Regions from separate parts of the Mus musculus genome. Here all the other regions are linked to region 2. The links are chromatin contacts, called in public promoter capture Hi-C maps. All regions are on one chromosome and are shown on one strand. The core of a region is the stretch at or near the end of the contact, and the rest is flanking DNA. Distances in the headings are between cores, read along the strand shown. Region 1 holds the start of 4930404K13Rik (a long non-coding RNA gene). Region 2 holds the start of Hs6st3 (heparan sulfate 6-O-sulfotransferase 3). Region 3 overlaps Hs6st3 (heparan sulfate 6-O-sulfotransferase 3).

The links. Promoter capture Hi-C pulls out the DNA fragments that hold promoters and counts their contacts.
Region 1: a contact with region 2 is called in a promoter capture Hi-C map of hippocampal neurons, with 18 times the contacts expected there. The contact joins the promoter of 4930404K13Rik here to the promoter of Hs6st3 in region 2. A contact is called at or near these places in 14 of 39 promoter capture datasets (the 3T3-L1 cell line, the C10 cell line, cranial neural crest and 9 more), 1 of 484 Hi-C or Micro-C datasets (cerebral cortex), 9 of 115 datasets of contacts at active chromatin or transcription factors (astrocytes, embryonic basal ganglia, embryonic forebrain and 6 more) and 1 of 9 other capture datasets (embryonic stem cells).
Region 3: a promoter capture Hi-C map of hippocampal neurons shows a contact between it and region 2, with 10 times the contacts expected there. The contact joins the enhancer-like site here to the promoter of Hs6st3 in region 2. A contact is called at or near these places in 16 of 39 promoter capture datasets (the 3T3-L1 cell line, the C10 cell line, the HPC-7 cell line and 10 more), 1 of 484 Hi-C or Micro-C datasets (cerebellum), 10 of 115 datasets of contacts at active chromatin or transcription factors (T-cell acute lymphoblastic leukemia, astrocytes, embryonic basal ganglia and 6 more) and 1 of 9 other capture datasets (embryonic stem cells).

Annotation. Positions count from the first base shown.
Region 1 is chr14:119,797,053-119,799,752 of GRCm38.p6, reverse strand. It overlaps 4930404K13Rik (a long non-coding RNA gene), which reads right to left and starts at 1,313. Exons shown (of 2, transcript XR_383778.4): 1 at 408-1,313. The region is part of intron 1 of Hs6st3 (heparan sulfate 6-O-sulfotransferase 3); the gene reads right to left. Gm41249 (a long non-coding RNA gene) reads left to right here and starts at 770. Exons shown (of 3, transcript XR_003951102.1): 1 at 770-829; 2 at 2,294-2,465.
Region 2 is chr14:119,136,888-119,139,859 of GRCm38.p6, reverse strand. Hs6st3 (heparan sulfate 6-O-sulfotransferase 3) reads right to left here and starts at 1,595. Exons shown (of 2, transcript NM_015820.3): 1 at 742-1,595. The coding sequence starts at 1,445.
Region 3 is chr14:119,664,653-119,667,508 of GRCm38.p6, reverse strand. The region is part of intron 1 of Hs6st3 (heparan sulfate 6-O-sulfotransferase 3); the gene reads right to left. Among named protein-coding and RNA genes, the nearest start is that of 1700006F04Rik, 83 kb to the left of the region's middle. Within about 2 kb of position 1,533, at least 27 of the 459 cell types and tissues checked have an H3K27ac peak or open chromatin away from gene starts, as enhancers often do. A contact at or near this core is called in cerebellum, forebrain and hippocampal neurons, where this site is marked.

The sequences.
Region 1 (2,700 bases), core at 64-2,563, 660 kb before region 2:
CAGAAGCCGGGACCCGATTCCTTCCATGCGAGGCCGGGACCTGATTCCTTCCATGCGAGCTGGAAGTGGGAGATAGAGCCAAAGTAGAGTAAAAGAGCAGACAAGAAATAGACTTGTCGTTCTGACCTCTCAAGTAGCAAGAATTCTGCAGGAACAGAAGCCAGCCGATGATGGAAAGCTTGTCCAGAGCAATCCGGGATGAATGGGGGAGGGGCGCTGAGCAAGATGGCGGGGATGGGGTGGGGGCTAGAAGTACTTCCGAGATCTCCCTATCCATCTGCTTTGTGCACCACACACCCAATCGATGCGAGGGGATGAGAGGGCAGCGGGCACTTATCAGGGATATTGGATTTTTATCGCTATGTTAGCAAGCAAGAGTGTGACCTTGGGAAGCGCGCTTAACTCACTATCTCGACGGCTTCATCTATTTAAGGCAACGGTAATGAGAGTTGGTTTCAGGTGCTTTGGGAGCCTCCGATGAAAGCATAGATATAATCATCGCTAGTTCCTCTTCCCTTCTCCATCGGGCCATGCTGAGCTGAGCTCTCCTCTTCCTAAGACCAATCACTTTCGAACCAGTCTATTTTCTGTTATAGATTTTTTTTAAAACCAGTCCAACTCAACCCTTTGTAAAGGCCTCTTTGGAAGTATAACAATTGGAGCTAAAATTAGTGTTATTCCCGTTTTCCGTAGAACAGGCTTTGAAGTGGTTCATGGGAAGCTCTGTGTGAGGAAGCGCTTAGACTCCGGAGCAGTGAAGGAGGAAACGTTAAATTAAGACTACTACAAAGTGCTCGTCGTCGTCGTCAAAGGGCACGCGCATGGTTCTGTTAGTATGGCAGTCACACAGTCTGCGTTTTGCATTTCTCCAGTTTTGTTCCTTATACCGTTTGTCTTAGTCTCCTTCCTGTTACTATAATGAAATACTTCGTCAAGAGCCACCCAAAGCTCGATTCTGGATTTCACTTTGGGAGTATAGTCCATGAAGGGAGTGTTGTGCAAGCAGGAGCTCAATATAGCTTGTCACATCCCTTGACTCAGGAGCTAAGTGCCAAATACACACTGCTGCTCAGATCCCTTCTTTATATAATCAAGGATTCCAGCCAGGAAGTGCTGCCATCCATAGTGGGCGGGTCTTAACACACAAATTCAGACAATCATATTATGCCTCCACCATAAGCATACAGAGCCATCTCCCTTTGATATTTAGGGATAATTATCACACCACTTTTAAATCTAATTTTTTTTGTAACCTCACAGTTACTTGAGAATAATTATGTTTGAAATCCATACTGGAATATTGTGCCTTGCAGTTTACTTTCTTGCCCAAATTTATCTCTCTCTCATATATATATATATGATGCTATATATATATATATATATATATATATATATATATATATATGATGATATATATATGATGTGTGTGTGTATACACACACACACACACACACACACACACACACACACACATACACACACACACACACAGACAGACACACTCCTTATAGTTAGGAAAGCTTACAAAGAGCTGTGAGATTCCAGCACTGTACTAAATGTATTACAAACATTAACTCATTTAATCAACAACAACAATACAATGTAGCTACTTTTAGCACTAATGCATCTGTGACCAAACTGAAACAAAGAAGCTTTAAAATCTTTGCCAAGTCGTGGAGTTCTCAGTGGGGCCGTCAGCGTCAGCTCTAAAATGGTGGCTCCCATTTCCTTGTGTTTATATGAAAGCAGACGTCTGAAATCAGTTTTAGAGAACTATCTGGTTTGGAATCTTTTCAGTTTGTAATTTTTCCACCTCAGAGTTGCTTTTCCATACCCCCCGGCTCTGCTCAGACCTCATCTGCAAAAGTCCCAGGAGGGCACTCTGCACCATTCCATACACTGGGGTCCCTTTCCTCGGTTCTCTTACTGAGTTATTCCTGGAATAAGGATGACACTGGGACACAATGTTGGTTCAAGTTTCTATTTCTTGAAAAACAAGGAAGAGAACTAGAGAGAAGACAGGAGAAGAGGAAGGGACTGGGGAAGGGAGACAGGAGAAGGACAGTGGAGGGAGTCAGGAAGTGTGGGGAGGAGCTGTCAGGCTTGAAAGCCTCCCTAGGAGCTCAATTCTCACAGGGTAAATTTAGTAACTGCTAATTATTTAGAGTCAGTGACTTGAGTGGTTAAAGAACAGGTTGGACTTCAAATAAATATACCTTGTACTGCCAAAAAGAAACAGTCTCGAATAAGGCCATTGAGCCCATGAATAATCTTTTGTTAATTTTATCCACAGGGTGCAAGGACAGAGAAGAACAGAGGATAAATCTCCAGCTGGAGTTGACACAGAACCGGCCTACAGAGAACAGCACAGTTCATCCGTCACGCCTCCTTCTGCTCTGAGCACGGGCAAGGGGAAGGTTCAGGGTCGCGTCCTGACACTCTCGGTGGACAGAGCACCTCAAGGGGTTAGTACTCATTCAAATGCCTGGAGATTGCAATTGTCAGCAGCATAACTGTTAGTCTCCTTCATAAACACACCATGGTGTGCTTACTAGTTTCTGGGTTTCTTGGTCTTTAAACCTCACACTCACTTATGTGGGTGTATCTGTGGGGTGGGTGTGTATGTATGTGTGCAGGTGGATAGACGAAAGTGCTATAACACTCATGAGTGTGTCAGAAGAAAACCGGAAGAGTTGGTTT
Region 2 (2,972 bases), core at 346-2,845:
CCTCTCGCTCATTAGATCTTTGTATCCACTCAACACATACCCAGGCACACAGTAGGCATTTAACAAATAATGTTTAAATAAACTGTTGGAATGGCTTAAGGGGGAAAGAGGCAGGCAGTCTTACGAAGAACAGCATGAGTCCAAATCCTGGCATTGCCCAGCAACAAGGACCATCTCCAGAATTAGGGTTATCACAGTGGAGCACGATTTTGCACGTGTAGATCTTCAAAGCGGCATCAAGAGGATTGTTCTCTAAGCTGGCAAGCAGCCATCCAAGAGCCACTTAGAAGGACATTATGCTCCAGCCTCACCATTCCTGAAAAACTATGTCTGCACTCCCGGATCCCCTATTCTTTGGATTTCCACCACATAATTTAAGTTCAAGACTCGACCTCTCTCCCTCGACACCCTGGTTATTCCATAGCTGTTCTTTAGTGTCTGCTCCAAATACCTCATCACACAATGCTAGGCACTGTGCAGAATGCACATCAGGATGGCCGTGGACATGGCTGAAGGTGACAGGGGGTGGCAAGAAACAGTGAAGCATGGGAAAGAAACCAACTCAAGACACCCCCCCCCCCCGGTGGGTATCCAGCGGTTTCTCACCCTTCACCCAAATTCGCTGCCCACCCTTTGGAAAGCCACTGCCAAACAGCTAAGGGAGCGCGACGCGGGACTGGCGGGGTCAGGACTTGGGGGAAGGGAGTGGGGTTCAGGAAACCAACAGACGCGGGACAGTACCTGGTGTGGCTGTGGTTGCGGGGACAATCCTTCTTCTCCATGATGGCCGGCACGCAGTTGGTGAGCTCGGTCCAGTCGGCATGCAGCCCGCAGCTCCAGCCGGTGGAGAAGCGGGAGAAGAGCCAGGTCTCCTTCTTGCCCGGCCGGTGGCAGGTGCACTTTTTCTGGCCAGCTTTGCAGCTGCATGGCTGCTCCAGACGAATGTTCTTCACCAGGTGCCGGCCGAACGTGGTGCCCCCGGTCTTCTGGATGTGCAGGAACACGATCACATCCCGCCCTTTGATGTTGAAGTCCACGAAGCGGGTCAGGTCCTTGAGGGTGAAGTTGAATCGAGGCACGAACCGGGGCAGGGAGCCGTTTTCGGGCGCCTCGGGGTCCGGCTCCTCCTCTTCTTCCTCCTCCTCCTCCTCCGGGTCCCCGGGATCCTCATCCTCATCCTCGGGAGCCGCGACCCCACGAGACCCCTCGGGCGGTCCCCGGGGTGGCGGTGGCAGCTGGGGCCGCCGCTCCCACTCATCAAGGGGTGCTTGTGCCCGTCGGGCAGGACTCGGGACAGCGGGCGGGCGGGCCTCCCCGGAGCGGAGCTGCTCCCCGAAGTTGGTGCATGAGCTGGTGCAGGAAGGGGACACGTACTGGTACATGATGACCACGAAGAGGAGAGTGAGCACCGGCGTCAGCAGCCACTTGTTGAACCTTTCATCCATGGTCCCGTTCTCAGGCCGGCAGGTGAGGTGGCTGCGGCGCCAGCGGCGCGATCGGGCGCCTGCTCGGAAGTTTCGGGGACTCCGGGGCGCGGCTCGGAGCCCGCCGCTCCTCCATGCCCCTGCCGCCGAAGAGAACGGCTGTCTGGCTGCCCCGCCGCACTCCGGGGTTGGCAGAGCCGGGGCCTACGAGCGGAGCCGAGAAGACGGGCGCCGGCGCCGGCGGCTGTGGCGTGGGGCTCCTCTCGATCCCTGGGGCGCCGGGCTCCAGCCGGCTCCTCTTGTACCTGGACGCGGCGCTCTCAGGCGACACGGAGCATCCCGCCGCCGGTCGGTAGACGCTCAGGCGCTGCGGTGCGGGGTTCGTGTCCCGGACCTTCCCGGGGCAGCTGCGGTGGCGAGCACAGGAGCTGCATGAGGCTCACCAGGGCGCGGGCCAAGGGCGAAGGCTCGGCCCGGTCCCGCAGCCCCAGCCCTCCGCGTGCACCGCGCCCGGCACCTTTGCCCACGGGTCCCTGGGCGCCGAGAGCCCGCCGCAAGTTTGCAAAGCCGCCCCTCGGCGGCGGCGAGCAAGACGCCTCTGCGGAGCCGCCTCCCGGGCAAATCGCACTACTGCTCCGGGTCCGCCCGCCCAGGCGCAGGCAACGCGCACACACTCGCTCACGCGGGCTGGCACCGCCACAACCCGCCAGCCGGTGTGACAGGAGCCCTGCTACCCGCAGCAAAAAAACCTGCCCTAGGTACGGAGCATGCGCCAAAGCCTTCCTCAGCCCCGGAGGAGTTTCCAGGGGAGGAGTCCACGGCTCCGCGGGGCTCGCGGGAGGCTGCTGGGGGTGGGAATCCCTTCAGCCTGGAGCCTAGGGAGATCTGGCAGAAAGGCTACCGCGGAGCGAGAACAGGCCCCATGGAGGGCGTTGCTAGCGATGATCTGATTCCTCTAAATTGCAACATTGGCAGCTTTCTCAGTGTGAGAGTGGACAGAAACCTGGTTGGTCTTGTTTGCAGGAATAAAACACCCCTATGGCAGAAAGTCTCACGCAGACTAAACAGGCGGTTGCTTGTCCTTCCTCAGCAGGGTACATAGGTTCCAGACTTCATTTACTGCCTCCCAACACGCTCAAACTGATGCTCCAGTTTGTTCCAAGCTTCCTCAACTATGAACTTAGTAGGTCCAACACTACAACTTTATTCAACCAGCAACCATTAAAAAGCCTGCTTTATAAAGAGATTTGTGTTTGATGCGAACTCCCTTTCCATGGCTCCAAGACGCAGCCCTGCAGGATATAAGTCCTAAAATCCATTCCATTAACACAAAGTGGGCTCTTCGATGTTCAAGACTCGCCCTTTTCCCACCCCAGTAAGAAGCAACATCAGCTGCCCTCACCTGTGTTCCACAGTGAAGACCTCCTTCGTTGTCCACCGAGGTTTTCATTAAAAAACTTCTTTCGAGTGTGTACATTTTGAATTTGCCCCAGGATCCAAACTTCTTTGCTTAAATACACTTTATGGTTTTTCAGATAATGCATTGAT
Region 3 (2,856 bases), core at 284-2,783, 530 kb before region 2:
AGTTTTGTTCCTATTTTTGTAATAGAGATCAGGACCTGGGCAACCTGGGTATGAAAGGGTTTATTTGGCTCAAAAGTTTCAGTTTATTATTAGGGGATCCTAAAATAGGAGCTCAAGGCAGGAACCTGAACACAGGAATAGAATCAGTGACTATAGAGGAGTAATTCTTACCAGTTACTCCCATGGATTCCTAAATTTGCCTTCTGATACACTCCAGGACCACCTGCCCAGGGGCAGCACAACACAGAGCAGGCTGAACCCTTCCCTGTCAATCATTAATCAAAAACAAAAAAATGCCTCAAAGATTCAACGACAGGTTAATCTGATGGGATTATTTTCTCAATTGGGGACCCCTCTTCTCAGATCACTCCAGCATGTGCCAAGTTGACAAAAACTGACAAACACATTTCTAGAGGTGTGAAAACCAAAATCAAGTGCAATGAGGTCAGAGTCTCTAGTCAGTCACCTCCAGGAGGATCATGTCTCCTTTATGCTTCTCCCCCTCCAAAGCCCTGCATCAGCCACCTTTCTCACCCCACGAACAAGCGTCTGTCGAAGCGAATTCAGAGAGGAAAGGTTTATTTTGCTCCAGTCTGAGCGATGCTGTCCATTGGCACGAAGAAGGCATGGTGAGGTGCCGCTTATGAGGCAGCTTCTTCTTCACATCTCAGCAGAACAGGAAGCAGAGAGATGGGGCAGGAAACAGTGCTGAGCAATAAACCCTCAACGACTACATCTAGTGACCCAATTCTTCAATCTAGGTAATTAGCCCCTTAAAGCCTTCATGGCCTTCCCAAACAGTGCCACCAGCTGGAGATGAAAGGTTCAAACACAGAAACCTGTTGGGGACATTCTGCACCCAAACTCTAACAGATGCCATCTCTAAATAAGGCCACAATAAATATTGAGAGACTCAAACACCATCTCCTTACCACCGGCCTCTGCAACATGTGTACTTGCGGCATGCAAAGCATCAGTGGGCATCTTGAAGTAAACACTAACAAGAATCACAGCCTTAGAAGCAGCTCCTTTATATGCAGTGCCTAGAGCTAAGTCCACAGTATTGCTGGACCTCTAGGCCCCCATGTTTGAATGTAAGTAACAAGCTAATAAACAGCTAATTGTTTCTCCAACTCAGTATTTCTAGAGTCACCACTCTCTAGTTCCTTCGGGAGCACGACGCAGACGCATTCTTTCATTTGACAGACACACAAAACTCTCAGTGCCTAAACCAACCTTTGCGACTAAGGGTTTCATTCCTAAACAAAGAGAACTGTGTGCCGTTTGTTCCTGACCCAAGCTGAGATTTGTTTTGCTTTCTGCAGAGGTTCTTCATTTCTGCTTTCCCTGTCGTGTTGGTACATATGCCTTCTCTTTATATTCCTGCCTTCCTCTGTGGAGGTCTGAGGAACAGCAGTCCCTGCTGATGAGCACACCATGCTGGCTGCTTCATCGGGTGGGGTGGGAATCTGCTTCCCTGTGTTTTGACTCACTGCTGGAAGGAGGCACAGTGCCAGCTCTCTGGGTGAGAGGAGTGACAGGGAAGCAAGATGAAAGGGTAGAAAAGGAATTAGGAGAGGTACTGGCTGTAAGAGTGGCTTGCAGCCCAGTGAGGGGGAGACACTAGCAGATATCAGGCTGATTCCGCTGTAAACATGGGCTGAGCATTCATGTGTGCCCAGCTCGGCTTGTCTATCGATGCCTTGCCTGATGTAGTCAGACGATGCACCATATGGGCAGAGGCACTCATTCTCTTAATCCTTACTGTAGTGTACAGCCTGCACTATCAAAGTGCCACCAACACTGAGGATAAAAAGAAGAAGTATTGTCACTTACCGTAGTGACTTCCTTATGGAAGCTTCTCAGGGCCAGAATCTAGTAGATGTAATGCAGTGTTCGAAGAGCTCACAGGGCAGACACTGAATGGCCAAAGCAATGGCTGTCTTCCTTTACCAAAGAATAGACTTCATAGGCCCCTTAGAGGGGGCCTAGCTTCTTTTTGTCCTAAGGTCTGTGCTTGTAACTGCCTTTTGAGGAAACTTCAAAAGTCTGAATTGTAAATAGCAAACTATATTTTGGTATTCAGAAATTATATTATTACTATGGGACTCTTCAAACCACTTTTTATAAACTGATCTTTTAAATTAGAAAAGCTCAGCTTTAGGTCACAACTTAGACGGCTCCTGCAACTGTAACAAAATACCTTAGACTAGGTAATGCATAAGGGAAAAAAAAACTTACTTCTCCTAGTCTATAGGTTGAGAAGTCCCGGCAGTATTTAGTGTGTGTTCAGATCCATGCTTACTTGGTGAAATAGAAAAGAGGCAGAGCAGACAGCCATCTTTAAAACCCTGATCTCATTCAAATGATGGAGCTTTGGCTGCCAAATTATTTCCTTAAGTTGCCACCTTTTAATTCTGATTTTTGGACATTAAGTTTTATCATGAGTCTCAGAGGAAACACAATTGTTCAAACCATAGTAGCTGCAATCAACAGAGCAAGTCTGTCACCCTTGACTCCACTGACTTCGTATGGGTTTCTAGGTACATGGGCATTATGTGACTCAATGGCAGGACTCTCTCCACCTTCTGGGAGAGTCAGCATCATTTTTTTAAGATAAGGATTTTATGAGCTTCAGAGCATTGGTTCAGGAACATTTTCATTTATAGAAATGCTTAGGAGATACATTGCACACTCACTGAAGTAGATTGAAATTAATTGTGGTTTTGGAAATTTGTTACAGTATCTGGGAAAAAAACCTTAAGTGATATTTAAGAAATATAATATGGCTTAATTTTACTGATAGTAATTTATTGGGGGAAGTCTGCACTATGTCTTGGGCAAACCTATGAGCTG